Linked DNA regions of Gossypium hirsutum: region 1 is linked to region 2. Evidence: chromatin contacts called from public Hi-C data. All regions are on one chromosome and are shown on one strand. Each heading gives the region's core, a stretch centred on a gene start, on an enhancer-like site or on the middle of the called end of the contact. The rest is flanking DNA. Distances are from core to core; before and after follow the strand shown. Region 1 holds the start of LOC107918439 (protein FAR-RED-ELONGATED HYPOCOTYL 1-LIKE). Region 2 holds the start of LOC107919511 (histone H2B.9).

The links. A called contact is a pair of places that touch in the nucleus more often than the background predicts.
Region 1: a Hi-C map of leaf shows a contact between it and region 2, with 1.8 times the contacts expected there. The contact joins the promoter of LOC107918439 here to the promoter of LOC107919511 in region 2. A contact is called at or near these places in 2 of 34 Hi-C or Micro-C datasets (both in leaf).

The regions. Positions count from the first base shown.
Region 1 is chrD13:27,656,674-27,659,524 of Gossypium_hirsutum_v2.1, forward strand. It overlaps LOC107918439 (protein FAR-RED-ELONGATED HYPOCOTYL 1-LIKE), which reads left to right and starts at 1,319. Exons shown (of 3, transcript XM_016848004.2): 1 at 1,319-1,473; 2 at 2,573-2,851. The coding sequence starts at 1,430.
Region 2 is chrD13:27,457,274-27,460,031 of Gossypium_hirsutum_v2.1, forward strand. It overlaps LOC107919511 (histone H2B.9), which reads right to left and starts at 1,264. Exons shown (of 1, transcript XM_016848959.2): 1 at 630-1,264. The coding sequence starts at 1,173. The coding sequence ends at 787.

The DNA of each region.
Region 1 (2,851 bases), core at 69-2,568, 200 kb after region 2:
GGCCTATTTTCATTCACATGGGCAGAGACACGAGCGTGTGTCTCAGCCATGTGTGACACACGACCATATGTCCCTTGTAGTTTTCAAAGGGTTGCAAGTCAGGCTGTTACATGGCTTAGCACATGGCCTGGCACACGGGCATGTGGGGTTACTTCGAAGTGTACACGGCCTAGCACACGGGCGTGTGGCTTGGTCGTGTGACCAAGTCTAAGAGTTACATGGGTACGGACACGGGCTGGGACACGACTGTGTGTCCCTATTTCGAATGCCCACATGGCCTGGCCACACGGCCGTGTGACCCATGCAGAGTTAAAAATTTTTACTATTATCTGAAAAATTCTCTGAGTTTTCAATTTAGTCCCGACTTGTTTCTAACACGTATTTTGGGTCTGAAGGGCTCGTATAAGGGACAATATGTATATTTTGAATTGATTTTAATGTATTTATTGATATGTTTTGAAATGTTTGAAATTCTGTTCATTTGTATTGTAAACTCCGATAATACTCCGTAACCCTATTTCGGCGACAGATACGGGTTAAGGGTGTTACACCCGACCTGAAAAATAAGCTTAAAATTCTATCGACACTCAACCTTGATTGAAAATACTAAACCCGAGCCTGATCTGGCCTGCTCGTGTTAATTTTTAGATTATTTTTATATAAAAATAAAGTTGAAAGTTATAATACATCAAATACACTAAAAACATTAAAATAAATATTTCCCAACAAAATAAAAATATATTAAAAAATTATTATACTTAAATAACACTAAGATAACTGCAACTTAGGTAACAAATATCTCTAAAATTGTCGTAAGATTAACAATAAAACAAGAGTTTTACATTATCTAAATAATAACAAAAAAATAGAAATAATATAATAATAAAATAACAGTAAAACAATAAAAAATACAACAAAATAGCAAAAAAAATGTTTAGACTAATTCAGATCGAATTGAACCCTTAATAAAAAAATCTTACTGAAAATCCAATTCATTTTTCGAATTTTTATTTTTATTTTTATTTATATTGTCTCACTTTTCTACTAAACATTCAGAATTTAAGAATCAGCAGGTAAAGAGTAATAACTTGAATAGTGGGATCTCTATGTACCGAAACATCTCGCAAACTACGAGAAACTCACGTGGCCACAGCATGGTCCTTACTGAGTTATCATCTCACGCGCTCCCTCAAAACACGAAACAAACGCTTCAACAATTAACATGAACAAAAACAACGTGTTAACACGTTATTGGTTACAGTAGTGCCACGCTCACATACCGAGGATCGATGAAAATTTCAACTTTATGAGAAGTGAAAAAATGGCGGATTTATTATCGGATATCCACAAACGAGGAGAAAAAGGTAGTCCTTTAGTTAAAGTTTCCTCCTTTAGCCTCAACTGAGAGTCGAAGATTTTCCGGCAGAAAATGGAAACAAATAATGAAACCAGCAACCCATCTCAGATTAAGAGGTTCCGTTTCTGGGTCTTTAATTTCTTACCTGCTTTGATTGCATGTACTTTGTAGTTTATTCTCTTGGAATCATGGAATCTTTTTTCGATATCAACATCCCTTGCGACTTGTTTTTCTATGTTAGTGGATCAGCTAACATTTTTACTAATTTAAGAGGATTTTGTGTGTGGGTGTTAGTTTTTTTTTGGTACATATTGTGGGCGTTAGTTAATATATCTAATCTGATCCTTTGCTGTTTAGTAGTTCTGCAACTGTCGTTTACCATCTGTGCTTCTCTTTGCTTAGTGGGGTTCTTTTACTTCTACCCTTTTAGCTTCACAGTATATATTTTGAGGGAAATTTTTACAAATTATGGTAATGAATATTCTCTGTTTCACTTGCTATTTTCAGATGTGAAAGAAAGAACCTTTTATAAACTTACATAATACTTATTTAAGGTCATGGTTGATGTCAATTATTCATTTTTGTTCATTGCTTTTTAATGGCATTAGGAGGTACCGTACACCATTCACTTTGCTGCTGTACATAAATGATATGATCCTCTATACCATAAAGTCCTCACTAATTCAGCAAAGCTCGAACTTGTTGAAGCCTTTAACTTGAAGTTTCAAGACCTAACCATATGGGACAAATTAACAATTTTCATAATTGAGAAAATTACTATTAATTCCTTGATATTGTCATTTACGCTTGTGCTAATCATTTATAGGCCCCTCAAGGTTTTGTTACCTTTAGATGTATCTCCACATATTTAAACTCGCATCTTCACATGCAAAAGAATGCACTCTACAAAATGGATACCAAGACTCGAAGAGAACAATTCCTATTTGTGTCTCAGAACATGGCCCAGCAAGTCGAGTCATGACATATATTATATCGGATTTTAGGTACCTTGTTGATCTCGTTTAAAACCTTGAACCAATAATGATCAATGGCCTAGCCATCTTGGATGCTTTTGTTTGTTATAACATTCAATCAGCATATTAGAAAGAAATCGATCTTCTAAGTAGGTTACCTTCCCTCCTCTTCATTTTGGAGATATATATATATATAGCTACTCCCTCTTTAACTTATTCCCAATTCTATTATCATTTTCAGCTTTCTCGAGAAGTCGATCAACATTGTTGATTTGAACAAAAAAAGGAAATTAGAGCCTGAACAATTGGGCTTGCCTTTATCAAAGCATCAATGTTGGAAGCAAAGCTCATCTTTGAAGCCTCCTACGTTTGGCAGTATCACACAAGTAGAGGGGTTCAGTCCATGCACTTTCCAAGGAAAGACATGGGCTGTTTGTGATGTACTGGAAACTGGATCGGCAAAAGATAGTAATAGCTTTGCCGATGATTCGGATACTGCAATATCTGTGCATGCCGATGC
Region 2 (2,758 bases), core at 14-2,513:
ATTTTTATAAATTGTAATAAGATTTTAAAAAGAAAATCAATATTACAAATTAATTTGTACGTACTAAAAAAATAAATTGCAAAGACTCAATTTAATTGAAAAAATTGCAAAGGCTTAATTAGTTTTCTAAAAAAATCAAAAGGTTTTTATACCATTAAATTTTATTTAATTAAAAAAACTTGAATTTTATTATTTTTCTAAATCTAAAAATCTAAAATTCTCGATTTTGATTTGAATTAGAAAATTCATCCCTATCAATTTGAAACCGAACAAACCTTTGACCATCAAACAAGTATAACCCAAATTCAGAGCTAAGAAACTAAAAACAACACAAATCATATAAAAGTAATCCCGAAGTAATTTGAAATTACTCAAACATAAAATCATCAAAATATATATAATTTAATTACTTCGCCCAAAAAATTTAGTGTCACCCTCAAACTCAAATAATTTGATTCTAAAATAATTTAAACTATTTAAATTGATTAAAAGAAATCTAAATCGATCAAAATTCAAGAGTCTCTAAAAGAAACTTTGACAAGTGATGGTTCAATTCGTTCAATTGACGATCATAACAGAAACTGGATAGCTATTTAGCATCATAATTGATAAATAAAAAAACATTAAAGTTAAAAGAAAAAAAAAGTGCCAAGTTCCATTCTTTAATCTATTGCATCTAGGACATTAAGGCATCATTTAAGTATAACATATATTCAAAAGAAATATAATATATAATGTAATATCGTAGCAATTAGATTAAAATCTCAAAACAAAAAGTCTATAAATCTAAGAACTGGTAAACTTGGTAACCGCTTTGGTACCTTCAGAGACTGCGTGTTTTGCCAATTCGCCAGGTAAAACTAATCTCACTGCCGTTTGGATCTCCCTCGATGTAATCGTTGGCTTCTTATTGTACCTGGCCAATCTAGAAGCTTCCTGAGCCAATTTCTCAAATATATCATTGATGAAACTGTTCATAATCCCCATGGCTTTGCTTGAGATACCGATATCAGGATGAACTTGTTTCAAGACCTTGAAAATGTAAATCTTGTAAGTCTCTGTGCTCTTTTTGATCTTTTTCTTTTTCTTATCCCCGCCTTCCTTTGATATTTTTTTCTCCACTGAGGCTGGAGCTTTCTCTGCTACAGGCTTTTTCTCGGCCTTTGGTGCCATTGGAAGAAAATGATGTTTCTACTCTTTTTAAACCAAACAAACAATCGGTAGAAAAATGAAGTTCAAAAGTCCGGTGGAGAGAAGCATGGGGAGATGGGATTGATTGTGTATTTATATACGTGTGTGATTGATCTGATTGGTTACTTGAGTTCCACACGGCTCGATGACAAGGCACTGTTTGATTGAGTTAGTTTAATGTGAACCCCACATGCAGGGGAAGATGTGGACAGTTAGAGATAATATCTCCATGGCCTAAAACACGGCAGTAGAATTAGGACTTAAAAAAACATGACTAATTGCTTAAAGCACAAATTTATTCGGACCGTAGGAATTCAACGTACAACCTTCATGTTAGTAGCATGAAAAATCAAAATATTAATTGACCAAAATTGTGTATTGATCGATTTATTACATATCCAGAGAGTGTAATGAAGAGGTTGATAATCTACCTAAAATGATTATTTGTAATAGTGGTGGTATCCAACTATTCGAAACGCTTCCAAGATGGCTTGGGTTTTAATTCAAAGTAATTCCTCGTAATGTTTTTTATTCACCCAAAAAATTACACGACAACTTCGAAGAAATACTCCAAATTAGGGTAAATGAGGCAATGATGTTTGCAATTTACTCGAGTTCGATTTGAAAATTTTGAATTCGAATCGGTAATTATTAAACCAAATTCGAGCTTAATAATACTTAAGTCAAATAGCATGCAAGCTTTATTGAGTTTTTCATATTTTTATATAATTAAATTACGTTATTACCCTTAACAAATATTATTAATTCTAAGCTTAATTTTTGAGTCGAGCTTGAGTACAAAAACTGGTACAAGAGCTTAATTGAGAGCTCGATTATATCTCAATTGAGCTTGAGCTTAAAAATAGATGTCCGATTGAGCCTAAACCAAGTATTGAGCTCTGACTTTATAAATTATCAATTCTTCAAAATATATAGGTTTTAATAGTGAAATGATCCTAGAATTATACCCTAATTCTCAAATTGACCCTTAAAATTTTCTTTATCATAAGTAGTCTTATAGTTTTATTTTGTCCCATATTTTGGTCAAAAAATGTAACACTACTAAATAACCATGTGTAACTTTGGATGAATAAAATCGCGACACATGACAAATTAATTACATTTAATATATATTTTTTTAATTTTCTTTTTTTCTTTTTCTTTCTCTTCTCCTTTCCTCTCCCTCGTATATTTTCTTTCTTCTTCGTCCTCTAATAATACAAAGTTTTTCCTTACCTTGGTATCGTCACTATTCAAAGGAACAAGTACCATTGCATGAGATTTTTACATCGCATGGTTGTTAGCTTTAGATCATAAAGAACACAAACCAGTCGGTCTTGCCCAAATGATAAATCCAAAGAAGATATAAAAAAGTCAAATATATTAAAATAAATGTTATTCCCCTTCTTCCCTTGGAAAAACATTAATCCTTAAATAATTTATAAGGCTATTATATCCCTCCTCCATCTGGACAAATGTCAGCAAGATAGATGGTGTTGGCCTCCCCTTTGACTCCACTTCAGATAATGTCTCGGGTAACCACCTGCCTTAACCAGAGGAACAATAT